Regions from separate parts of the Gossypium hirsutum genome. Here region 1 is linked to region 2. A link is a contact called in public Hi-C data. All regions are on one chromosome and are shown on one strand. Each heading gives the region's core, a stretch centred on a gene start, on an enhancer-like site or on the middle of the called end of the contact. The rest is flanking DNA. Distances are from core to core; before and after follow the strand shown. Region 1 holds the start of LOC121208719 (ethylene-responsive transcription factor ERF060). Region 2 holds the start of LOC107937238.

What was found. A called contact is a pair of places that touch in the nucleus more often than the background predicts.
Region 1: a Hi-C map of leaf shows a contact between it and region 2, with 2.6 times the contacts expected there. The contact joins the promoter of LOC121208719 here to the promoter of LOC107937238 in region 2. A contact is called at or near these places in 2 of 34 Hi-C or Micro-C datasets (hypocotyl and leaf).

Annotation. Positions count from the first base shown.
Region 1 is chrA02:103,588,133-103,594,835 of Gossypium_hirsutum_v2.1, reverse strand. LOC121208719 (ethylene-responsive transcription factor ERF060) reads left to right here and starts at 5,165. Exons shown (of 1, transcript XM_041079763.1): 1 at 5,165-6,703. The coding sequence starts at 5,533. The coding sequence ends at 6,555.
Region 2 is chrA02:103,426,087-103,433,430 of Gossypium_hirsutum_v2.1, reverse strand. It overlaps LOC107937238, which reads left to right and starts at 4,399. Exons shown (of 1, transcript XM_016870088.2): 1 at 4,399-6,332. The coding sequence starts at 4,690. The coding sequence ends at 6,030.

The sequences.
Region 1 (6,703 bases), core at 3,916-6,415, 160 kb before region 2:
CACCTAAAAAGCTGAAAAAAATTATAATCTAAATTTATAAAAAATACCAAAAATAGAAACACCCAAAAATCCAATGTAATAATTTTCATCTTTTCTCATTGTTTTAAATTTAATCTTCTTTGGCAAAACTACAAAAAATATTAAATTATACAATTTATAAATGTTGAGGGTTAAATTTTTTAAAATCAATATTAAATCGACACGATATTAAAAGTTGCTACTATGCCAATTTTAACAGCTTCCAAGTTAATTTTCCCTTAGTAATATAGAGGTTGGATACCCAAAAAAAAAAGAATAATTGAGTAATCATTTTGTAACTTTTTATAGTTAAATAATTAAAAAAAATTACTAATAATTGGATGACTAATAATATAATTTACTCTAAATTTTAATTTTTTAAATAATTTTCTTTAAAAAACAAATTAACACCTATAAATATCGAGTTTCCTTACTATTAATATATTTACTTAGGGATTTACTATCCAATAATTTAATAATAAAAAGAGAACCTTCTTTCCAAATAAAATATACTAAATTATTTTTAAAAAAAACCTAGATTACCTCGTATAAGATTCATTGTCATAAAAAAAAAAGGAAAAAGAAAGAGGTTTATTAACATTCTAGTAAATAAATCCATTTCACTAACTTCCAAATAGCTAGGAAAGAAAATACATATTAAATATATTTTATTTGGGAAGAAGGGTTTTTTTTTTCTTTTTTTAATTTAAATAAAGCAAGTGTATCAGAAGAAGTTAATGTTAGCTGATGTGGTTGAGTACTTGAGTGTCTAGTAAGAAAGAAGGTTTGGTTTAAAGGTGAAAACAAAAATGGAAAATGCTTGATTTGTGAAACACATTTTTATAAAAACTCTTAAATACGAGGAGACTCCTCGGCATACTTTAATTCATATCTTTTTATATTAATAATAATATTAATATCAATTAAATTAATATTTGATTGATAAAATACATTATTAATACTTAAAAAGAATATATATATATTATCAAAATTTTCAAAAAATAAGTAATTAATAATAAATAAATAAAATATGAATGTGAATATTTAAAGTTGAGATTAGACTTGTCCGCAAGTCATTCCGATCAAAGTTACAATTTAGGGTTCTTTTTAGCTTGAATTTGAATTTAGTCAAATTGAATTTATTTAAACTCAAATTCAACCAAATATTAAAGATTTGGTAAAAAAGGAAGAAAAAAAAACCTTGATGATTAAGATTTGGTAGTATTATTGTAAAATAAGTGAAGCAATTGGGATTTCAAATTCATGATTAAATCTCAAAACCCAGAGGACATGAATGGAACATGACACGTTTAATTTGAGCTTTAGGAAAAATAATGGAAGGAGTGATTTGAAAATGAAGATACTTTGCGTGGCTTGAAAGTGATGTCCACGTAGGAACCGACGTGTATGCGCGTCAAAGTAGGTCCACCATCTATAGCACCATCAAAATTTTTTAGGGTAAATTTTCAAAATTGGGCTCAACTTTTTAGAATTGCTCACTTAAGGGTTAAATTTTTAAAAAAAATCAAATATTTTCGAAAAGTACTCAAATTATCAGATTTTAAATAATATTTTTTTTAGTGTTTTGTAAAAAACTTTTATTAATAACACCATTTTAGAAAAATGGATGTTTATGCAAGTAATCTTTAAATTAGTATATGGTAGAATCTAATATAAATTTAATGGTTTGGAATTGGAATATTGGGGAATTTGGGATCCTTCTCGCTTCTATCCTACGCAATCTTTGATTTGACCCCACCCTTTCTTTTTCTTCCATTTCTCATAGTTTTGACTTTGTTTTTCCATTTAACCATGGTTACTGGCTTTATATTCAATGGGAATGAGATTTAGAATATATTTTAGATTTATTGTGAGTATGGATGGATGATTGGATGCGCTGCAATATGTTTGGTTTGCTTTTTTTAATGTTACAGTTTTAGTATAGTATTTAATTTTATTTTATTATTATTTTTATACTAATCACAAATAAACGTATCGTCCATTCAAATTCACCCTTAAAGTAAACAAAAAAAAAAACAACAACAAGTATTTAGTATAAAATATATTACATTTTCAATGAGAAAATACAACTTTAAACATTAGAGATAACATTGTTTGGAGGAGGAGCCATCAATGCGTTACGTGAAAAAACAAGAATAAAAATTACCTATTTTTACATTAGCATGGGTTAAATTGATCAAAAATTTTAACATTGTTTTATATACAGACAATAGAGTTATTTTAATTCTACAAGTGCAGTCAAATAATTCCGTTTATGGTGTATTAAATAATATATTTATATAATATAATATGTTTATATTAACTATTTGTTATGTATTAACTATTATAATCAATGAAGTTACTATTAAGAAAAAATGATTATATTCATTTTTTATTTTTATTATATTTGAAACATCAAAATAATTATATATTTTAATTATAGTTTTTAATTATTATTTTAAATAATATAATTTTATATTTATTATATAAAATATAATTTTGTTATTTATTAAATTATAAACTATAAATACATAAAATTACATTCAACACATATAATATTATAATCGATAATTATCTAAATTTTATCCTTTGAGAATTTAATGAAAAGAAAATTGTCGACCTCTCATTAGCTCTTGGGTTTTGTCATCTGTGGCTACTTGATTAAATTTAATCTGATATAATTAATAATATTAATATAACTGTTATTACCTTAATCATAGTTTGCATTTGCTTTTGAATTTTTGGCACTTGAATTTGATAACTAGGTTCACTTTAGTACCTACACTTTTTTTAGTTGACTTTGGCACATGAACTTGACAATTAGATCTATTTTGATCCATGACCTTGAAATTTCTAAAATTTTGATGATGTGGCATTCTGAGTTTGAAAAAAAAGAAGAAAAAAGATGATGTGGTACAATCTTAGAATGTCATATTTGATGTTTTAATAATTGAACCAACGGTTGAACAAGTTAGCCCACTAGTTTTAGATTTAATCATTTTGATCGGTTCCATAGTCGGACCAAAAATAATTAAATAAATAATAAAAATCTAAAAAAAAGTAAAATAAATAAAAATTGGTTTTACTTGGCTTTTTAGATTTTTATGAAATTTTAATTATTTATTTAATTATTGTTGATCCGACGATTGAACCAGTGGTTTAACATGTTTAATCATCGATTCAATTATTAAAATATTAAGTATGACACTCTGAAATTGTACTACATCATCATATTTTTTTTCAAGTGTTGATGTGGCATAATCTCAAAGTGCCACATCACCACACTTTTAAAATTTTTAAGTTCAGGAATCAAAATGGACCTAGTTGTCAAGTTCAAAGGCCAAAAGTTACATTATCTCCTTTTTTTTTGCGGTCATTAACAGAATAAGCTTAAATGAATAACAATTTTCAAGTTCAGGGGTAAAAATGGATAAAAAAAAAGTTCAAGAGTCTATGTAGACTTACTTACAAAGTTTATGGGCTAAAAGTTATATTATTCCCCATTTTTTAAATTCAAGAACCAAAATAGATAATAAAAAAATTTAGGAACCAATATAGAGGTAGTTATAAATTTTAAGGGTTAAAAGTTAGATTATCCCTTGAATCATTAACAAAAAAATTCAACTTTTTCATCATTGTATCCACATTGGTTTTATTTCAATATTTTGTTTTTATTAATAATTATTTCCACTTAGTTTCTTTCTTTTCTTGTTCATATTTCAACTTTAATTTCTGGGATTTGTAGTTTTTTTGTTTGTTATATTTTTGCTCTAACATATAAATCATTTATTTAAACATATTCAAGTTTTGTTACATTGATTTTCCAATTAAAGTTCTATATACAAAATTGAGGTAAATATAATTTTCTAATTTCTCTCCATTTTAATATTAAATAAATTGGTTAATTTCTAAAAATATTGAAGTAAAGTAATTTTTTAATTTAGAAAATGAGAAATTAAGTATAATTAATCACAATATTAATATTTTCTATCAATTAAACATATTTTTATTGGTATAATAACAAATTTATTAAATCAATACCAAATTGACATAATGTTTAAACTTGAGAGTTAAGTTTATTATTATACCAATAAAAAATTATACAATTGATGAAAATTTAATGTTGCGATGAATTGTCTTTAATTATTCACTTTTAAATTTGACAAAGATTAAATTGCTCTATTTTAAAAAAAATAATAAGAACCAATTTGCTCAGTATCAAAATTAAAAGAAATTATAAAAAATTGTTTTTTTTTTACAAAATAGACAGAGAAAAATTTAAACCCAAAACATTTTTTTGATTTTTTTAATAAAAAATTATGAGTACAATAAGTACAAATAATATACATATGAGTAACTATTACTAAAATAAACAATTATAAAGTATGACCTATACAAGAACTATACATAATAAAGATTTAAATCAAATTAAATTTAAACTAAAAATTCACATATAATTTACAAAAATCTAATTAGCATAACCTTAACATTTGAGCCGATTTTTATAGTAAGAGATAAATTGTATTTTGTCTCATTTACTAATGAATTTAGTAAATTATTTTTATGTTAATTATATTTTATTTTATTTACGCCATATATAATTATTTAATTATAAAAATTGGTAAAACTTTTAATAAAAAAATAATACAAAAATTATTTTACATCCTTTTTAAATAAAATTAATAAAATATAATCTAACCCTTAGACGGTTGTTGCTAACTAATTATCTTGATCGAAGATGGCTACAAAGAAACATAAAATCACAGCCAAAGTATTCATGATAACACTGATTGAAGTGGCAACGTGGCAAGGAAAGGAATGCCAGGTCAACAAAATCTTTTTCCCAATCAAAACTTCACACGTGTAAAGCACCGTTAAGAAACCGACACTTCTCGGTTAACCCTTCAAAGTAAAAATGGCAGCAAAATTGGCGATGAGGTACCCTCCATCGTCACCCCCTTCCAATCGAATAAAAAAAGCATCTTTGAAGTTGACAAGAACGAAAGGTGATAAATTTAAATTTAAATTATCTTATAATTAAACTAATAATTAACAAAAATAATAATTTAATGTAAAGAAAATTAATAGAGAAGCACATGGGGGGCTAGAAGGTTATATAAGTAGTGATAAGCTTTACCGCTTGAAATCCAAGAGTGTAAAACAGCAAGGTGAGGCCACAAAAAAAAAAAAAAAGGAGAGAGAGAGAGATTATTCAGATTTTGTTGCAGTGTCCAATCATTCAGTTTTTTTTTTCCTTAATTCCCCCTTTTTTTCTTTAATTCCCAGCTTCTCTGAATCCCTTTCTGTCTTTCAAGCTGAAAAAAAAAAGGAAAAAATCTGTTCTTTTTGAAAGCCAGGTGATTCAGATTAGAGATCCAGGTTTGGGTTTTTCTTTTAAATTATAAAGTTTTAATCTTTACTTTGATCAGCTAAGAGGGTTTATTTTTGGTCCCTCAAAGTTGGGTTTTGCCTGTTCTTTGGTTTTGATTAAGAAACAGGTCTGTTTTTTTGGATATGGCAGCTGTTATAGATATGTATAATAGTAGCAGAAACTCAGTTTTTTATGATCCTTTAAGAGAAGAGTTAATGAAAGCACTTGAACCTTTTATGAAAAGTGCTTCTTCTTCTTCTTCTTCTTCTTCTTCTTCTTCTTCTCCCTCACAGCCCAATTTGTACCCTGAATATTGCTCCCCATTGAACGGTAGTACCCACTTGTTTTCAAACCATGGGTTCTCTAACTATGACAAGAACATGTTGGGTTTTGAGCAAACAGGTAGTTCACTTGGGCTTAACGAACTCACCCCTTCTCAAATCCTTCAAATTCAATCCCAAATATTACATCAACAACAGCAGCAACAGGTTGCTTCCATGGCGGCTGTTGCAACACCACCAACAACAACCTTTGAGAACCCAAGGGTGGGCTTTCTTTCACCAAAGCCTGTTCCTATGAAACATGTCTCTTCCACCCCACCAAAAGCTGCGAAGCTTTATAGGGGTGTGAGACAGAGGCATTGGGGCAAATGGGTGGCTGAAATTAGACTCCCTAAGAACCGAACACGACTTTGGCTTGGCACTTTCGACACAGCTGAAGAAGCAGCCTTGGCTTACGACAAGGCTGCTTATAAGCTTAGAGGAGAGTTCGCTAGGCTGAATTTTCCCCACCTTAAGCACCAAGGAGCTCATGTTTTTGGCGAGTTTGGTGACTACAAACCCCTCCATGCCTCGGTTGATGCTAAGCTTCAGGCTATCTGTCAAAGCTTACAAGCACAAGGCAATCCAGTGAAGACGAAGACCCTCCCCAAGGCCGCTGAGTTTCATTACCCCATCAAAACCGAGGAGTTTGATCATAAACAAGACAACTCATCATCATCATCATCATCATCAGTTGATGAATCATCATTAGCAGGATCATTATCTTCACCAGAATCTGATATCACTTTCTTTGATTTCTCTGATTCCAAATGGGAAGACAATGAAATTGAAAACTTCAGTTTAGATAAGTTCCCATCACTGGAAATCGATTGGGAAGCCATTTGAGTCCCTAAAAACACAACTATCATGTAATTTCTTGTATTTTCTTAGGTCTAAGCATCTTTTACCTTCGTCATGTTTTTTTCCTTAGTGTCTCTAGTGGTCTGTCTACAATGGGATTTTTGACATTTGTGGAAGATCAATGGAGGTTTTT
Region 2 (7,344 bases), core at 3,150-5,649:
TAGATTGTTAAGTTAGAAATGAAAAAGGATTAAATTGTAGAATGAACTGTAAATTTTGAGTCATAGGGATTAAATTGTAAAAAATTCAAAATTTAGGGATTTAAGTGAAAGTAGGGAGTTAATTTTAGTTTAAAGTGGAAATTGTATAAAATATAGAATTGATTGTGAAGAATAAAAATTAGTCTCAGTTTAGGGACTAAATTAGAATGTAGGCAAATATTGAATAAAAATTAAAATATTCAATATGAAATTGAATTGTGTTGTATTGACGAATTTTAATTGTTTTAATTCTATAGCTAACGTCATACCGGAATCCTCAACTAAAAAGGGGAAAGATAAAGTTAACGTGGAATAGCTCGAAATTCCTAGTTTGTATTTCTATAATCCGAAACTAGTTATTAATTGTTGTATTTTTTATTTAATGCATATGGCAAGTGTTGAGATGAGTATTTGGCACTTTGACATTAAATTGAATTAAAAGTTGATTGAATGGATTTAATTGATACATATATTACGAATATATTGATTATTTGTATTGAAATGAATATATATGTGCAAATATGATAATTGAATATTCGTTGTATTTGGAAAGTGAAATTAAACCCTATTAACTGTATCAGGCTAAATCGGATATAGATGGCATGCCATAGGATTAGAAGAGTTCAAGGATTTTCTTCGATTTCGAGTCGATGAGGCACTAGGTGCCAAATTTATATAGCACTGGGCGTAGTTATTACTTCAGATTTATCTGATGAAGCATTGGGTGCCAAACTGATGTGTTGGTTGGATCCGTGTATCCGTCCGAGTTCGAGTCGTGTTAATAGGGTAATTAAATAAAATAGTACTATGATTGATATTGGATGATATTGTATGTGAATGAAAATGAGATAGTGAATTGAAACATGAAAATGAGACAAATGAATTACGTATTCATGAATTGGTTATGGATTGAATAATATTATTGTTTAAATGATACATATATTAAATTATGAAAAGCTATTATATAGCAAGTGATGAGATTTGAGAATGGTATAAAATGATGTATTTATGAATTGAATATTGAATGCCTAATGTCACTGTATGAATAAATGTGGTCTTAAATATTCAAATGTGCTTATAATTAAAATATACATATTATATTATCTTGTCTTTAAATATTTGGATTATAGAAATACCACTGAGTTTTACTAAGGGTACGGTTTTGTTTTCCGTGTGCAGATTAGGTACTTCAAATTTGATCGTCGATTCAGCATCCAACAACACTCTCAAACTCAAACGTGGTGATGATTACTCTTTTGTGTCAGCATGTACCTAAGGTGTCTAAATAATAGTTATTTTGTGGATTGAATGTAAATTAGATTATAAGTTTAATATTGGTTGGTTTTATACATATAAATATGTGTTTGTTTTTTAAGCCATATTATGGCATGGTAAATTGAACTAAATCTAGATAGGTGCAAGTGAATTTAATTCTATGTTTAAGTGCTCATGAACTACACAAATTGATTCGGATTTGGTATGTTTATAAATTGGATTAAAATGATGCTTTATGACCTATTTTGATGATATGAAATGTTTGAGAATTCTGCCTATTTGATCGATAAACTTCGGTAATGCTTCAAAATCTTATTCTGGTGACGGATATAGGTTAGGGGTGCTACAAGAAAACCCATGTTTTTTAAGAATGATTTTATCTCTGATTAATTATATTAATATGAGATAAATAATAATAAAAAGAGCTTAATTTTTGTAGAATACTCAAATGAGGAAGTTAAATTCTTCAAGAACTCTCTTTTACTCGACTGACTTGCTACAAAAAAAGATCACATCTAAACCATTCAACACACATCACTAGTTTAATATGTCCAGAGATTTTCGGCAAAAGTATCTGAAGAAACTCAAGAACTTGAAGAAAATTTGAAGAATGTCACATCAGTTCGATTCAACTAAGGGAAGGAGGTTAGAACCTATTTCAAGAGCAAGCCATCACGACACTTGAAGCAGGTTCAACCATCCAAGATCAAGTCTTGATGACCTTTGGATCCAAACTCTCCCCAAACCCATTTTTAAGATCAAGTCTTGACAACCTTTGAAGCGAATATTATTAATTTAAAATTAAGTCTCGACGACCCTTGAAGCAAATCACATCTTTCAAAGATCAAGTCTAAACAACCATTAAATTGAAGCTCCATCACAGAGAATAATTAAAAAAAATTTATCTGTATTAAAGAAATTTAAGATATTGTAATCTTTTCAAAGTTAGAAGTAAAATTTGACTAGATTTTTAAAATCAATTTACGACTCGAACTTTGTGCATTAAATTTTTTAACACATCTAGTAGAACAATCTCTATCCATCTCCTCTAAAAAGTTAAAAGTTAAAGTTTAATTATATATCGTGCCTATATTTGTGACATTTTAATTATTTTCAATATTTTTTTTATCTTTCATGCTTCTATTTATTCCTTAATTTGGAATAGTTTTATCCCAATAATTTAATTTCTTAGCTCTAAATTTATTTATTTAAAATTTGATATTAAATATATGTTAATATAATCTTAATTCAATTGGTATTAAAACACGCTTTATCTTTTTTAAGTATAATAAATATATAATCATTATATTTAAAAATTTTAATTCGATTTTGTGAAATTCATAAACTGAAATAATAATAAAATTAGCCTAGGTGAGTTGAGAAATGACTTAGACTTGAGACTTCAAAGAGAAGTGAGAACCCAGCCTAAAGTCCCACATCTAACATTGTAACTTTTAGCATAAAAAAGAGTGAATCCATTGAGTTTTCAGCTTTAATTTGGAAACTATTTTTTTACACCGGGTTTTGTTATTTCTGCATAAGCTATTGTATAATGTAATAATGGAACACAAAGGTCAAACCCCAAAAAAAGGAAGTCAAAAACAACCGCTTAATACCATTAACTTGATTTGTTCTCATTCAAGTTTTTCATTTACCCATTGAAATCGTAGTAACGAAAAGTACCTTTTAGTTTTTAGGTCAAACTAACCAAAATATTTAGGTTTATTATTATTATTATTATTCTTTTCATTTATATGACCCAGATTCTTAAAATGCTTAAGAATTCATTAATGTCAGAGAAAATATTTAGTATATTATCAATAAAGTTTTTAAACTTTGATAGAGATTCTGATCTTTTCTAAAATAAAAATTTTTTATTTAAGTATTTTATAAATTTATAAAATTTTAAATTAGTAATAGTAAAATTATATTTTATTCTTTTAAAAATAATAAAATTTTAATTTAATTTTTTAAAAATTATAAAGATATAGACTATTAAAATAATAAAATTATATTTTTACTATCATAAAAATATATAATTTAATTCCAACTACTTCAACAATATTTGCTAGCATCACCCATGATGAATCTGCCGAATATATATTATCAATGTCCAAAGATGAAGGTTTGGTTTTACTAAGTAAAAATTGTAGGACTGTCTTCTTCTGTCCCTTTCAAAAGGGTATTAATAATCAACCCTAATAAGAAAGGTGGTTGGTTCTTTGGCTTATTCTGAACAATTTTCTTTTTTCTTTTCTCTTTCAACCCAAAAATCAGTCAAAATTTTCCACTATGTAAGGAATGGAAGATGATCTGTGATGTAAAAGTCGTCGCCTAAACTCCAAAGCACCGTAGTTGAATTCCATTATTCAACTTGAAGAATTATTAATACTCTTTTTTTACTTAAATGCGAGGTGAATTTTCTCTTTAACATGTCAAATTTAAGTTATTTATACATGTTAATAATTTAATTCACGTTAGATTTAAAAATTGACATTTAATGTTTAAGTTGACAATTAAACTAACAAAGAGACATAATTGATAGAGATAAAGCTAAAAATTTTATAGTCGGAGGGAAAAATTAAATTGTAAAATTTTGGGGGCTTAAAATTACAAATGTTAAGGACCTAAAGGGATTGAAGCCGTTACCTACCCCATTGGTGCCTCCCTTGTTGATTGATACAATGGTCACACTTCAAGATCATAACCGGATCGTTTTAAAATTTACAAACCAAGCAGAATAGTGGGAGAATGCCTAGTGGATTAACCTTTATTTTAACAATTATTTTTTACCCCTAAACAATACTTCAATTCCTAGATTGATCCTTCAATTTTTTTTGGTCAAATTTAGTCGCTAAACCATCAATTTATCAAAAAACGATATCAGCCAATAAAAACATGACAATTAATACTTTCTTATGAGATGCTGCGTGATACATCTGAAATCATCTGACTTAAAACACTTAAAAGGACCAATCTAGGAATTGAAGAATAGTTTAGGGACATTTTTACTGACAGAGTGAGAGAGTGAGGCAATATAAGAAGCGAGGGGAACAGTGCGAAAACCGCGTTTAATAGTGTAATTAAAGCATACATTTTTGTTTTTTCATTACCTTTTTTAACAATTTTCACTTTAGTACCATGTGAGTGTGACCTCATCTTTTTCCCACTTTTCAATTAAAGTCCCTCATTACCCTTTCACGTAAATCTACACCGATATATAAACACTCTTATTTTATTTTTTCTCTTTTATTTATTTTTTCTTAGTGCAATACTTTTAGATCCAATCCAAAGCCTTAAAAAAAAATCATTGGATCATTTTTTTTCTTTTTTATCTTTCAAAGGCATAGAGAGAGTTCTCAGTTTTCACCAACAATGGCTCCACTATTGTACTTCAATTTCCGTAAGGTATTTTTGCTTTACCTTGCTTTCTTTATGTTGATTTCGTTGCTGGTTTGTACCTCCATTGTTGATAGCCACGAGCTTCGAACCACTCGGTTTGGTGGCGGTGGAAGAAGATTGTTGGAGCTCGAAGAAGAAGATGAACAGTTGGTGTTGAAGAAGAAAAGCTCCAATTTTTCCAACAAGAAGAACCAAACCAAGCTTGTTAAACCATCAAATGTATCCACCAAGAACCAAACCAAGCTGGTTAAATCAGTGAATGTATCCACCAAGAACCAAACCAAGCTCGTTAAATCATTGAATGTATCAACCAAAACGTCGAATTTGTCGGCCAAGAACCAAACCAAGGTTTTGAAACCGACCAACTCGACCAAAACTGCAAAGCCAACGGTGTCGAGTTCCATTCCCAAGAAGCTTAATTCAACTTCCAAGGTGAAGAAACTGAATTCCACAACACCAAAAGCTTCGGATCTGCTCAAATTAAGCTCTCCCAAGAACAAAACAACCACGAAAACACCGGTTCCATCTTCAAAACCTGAAAAGAAACCGACAACAGCCCAGATTCAGAAACAACAAAAGAAGCAACCCAGTTGGGTCGACGACGATGATGAATCGGATTTAGTGTCGGAGTTCCGGGATCTACCGGCTAAGTTCCAGCAAACACTTATACCGGACCTGGAGAGAATCTCGACAACCTCGAAAGTTTACATCAACAAATACAACAAAGAGTTCACCAAACAGTTCAAACCATATGTCGGCAACAAACATGCTCCCACCATTGCTACTGTAATCTCTTGTGCTTTCCTTTTAATCCCTTTACTATTAGTTTCCCTCATTTTTAACCGCATCAAAGCTTATTTTTCACTCCAAAAGATTCTCATCTTCATCCAAATTTACCTCTCGATTTACTTTTCAATCCTTTGCCTTACCTCCCTCGTCACCGGACTTGAGCCGCTTAAGTTCTTTTACGCCACTTCGCCGTCGACCTACGTGTGTTTACAAGTGCTTCAAACGCTTGGGTACGTGCTTTACTTGTTGCTGCTGTTGATGTATTTGATACTGGTTTTCTCGACGGAGTCGGGTCTCGGATCCAAGATGTTGGGTTTGGGTCAGATATTCGTGGGATTTGCCGTCGGGTTGCATTACTACGTGGCGGTGTTTCATAGAGTGGTTTTGCATCAACCGCCTAAGACTAATTGGAAGGTCCATGGGATGTACGCCACGTTTTTCCTTGTGATTTGTTTGTTTGCTGGTGTTGATAGGAGAAAGAAGGCTTACTTGGAAGAAGGCGGTGAAGAGGGGAAGAAAAATTAATTAATTAATTAATTAAAGATTTTTTGGGGGAGTACATTATAATTATTATTATTATTATTATTAAATTAGTGGGTCCAAAAAATTGTCATAATCTCAGCCACTTACAATTTGTAGCAATAATGAACAAATTTTGCTGTCATAAAGTTGTGCTGAGAAATTTCCAAAGGTATCTTCACCTTTGTTATCATTTTTTTCCCCTTTATTTTTATTTATGGTTTTATATTTAAATTCACAATTGTAATTTGTCCACTGTAATGTTTTCTTAATTACCTTTGAAAATAGACAAGGCTTTTTGCAATTTATTTTCCTGTTTCAAGTTTTTTTTTTGGAATAGTAATTGTATAAATGTTAGCACAATAATGTTAAAATGATTCTTATGGGAAAATAATAATCTCAAAAAATAATTTTGAGATTTTAATTTTGAGTTATATTGTAATTAAATATTATGTGACTAGCTTCTTTGACAAATTCTTTTATTGTAATTAAATATTATTTCTCTATATTAAGTAAGTAATCATAATTTTTTTTACAGTGATTTCAAAATTCAATCAAATCAGTAGGTTAAATAAAAAATTGATTAAAATATTAATTAAATTGAAAATAGATATTGATTTAAAATAAAGAATTAGAGCAATTGCATCTAAACAATTAAAATAATTGAATCGATTTTTTAAAAAAAATTTAATAATTTATTCAATTAAATTAATCTAATTAAAAATCAATAATCTCAAAAATTCTGGGTCTTGAAAATTTTAGATTTTGATTATAAGTTTTAGAGAATAAATTGGCACAAATCTCAAATTTTAGATTACAGTCAATTTAATGACACTGAAACTAAGGAATCTATTTTCCTGGGATAGACTTGCCTTTGAACAAAAAGGAAATACTGTACAAGATTCTCACGCGCGCAACATGGAGTGTGCTTTATTATTTTTTGGTAAATGTATTTGAGAGGTACTCCTATTATAGGGACATGCTCAAATTCATCCCTCTATTATTAAATGAATCAATTTAGTCCCTGTACTATTGAAAAGAATCAAATAAGACCGAATTGGAATAGAGTTAACATTAACTATATAAAAATGTCATTTATTATTTAACGAGATTAATATATTTAATTTTTTTCTGGTTTTATAAATGAAATCTTTTGTTTGGAATTGAATTATAATTGAAAAAAATATTTTTCAAAATAATTTTTATATACTAAATATTAAATCTATTACAATTTAGATTTATTTTATTCTTTTTAACAATATAAATGATTAATTGAACTATTTAATAATAGAGAGACTAATTTGATATAGTCCTTATAAT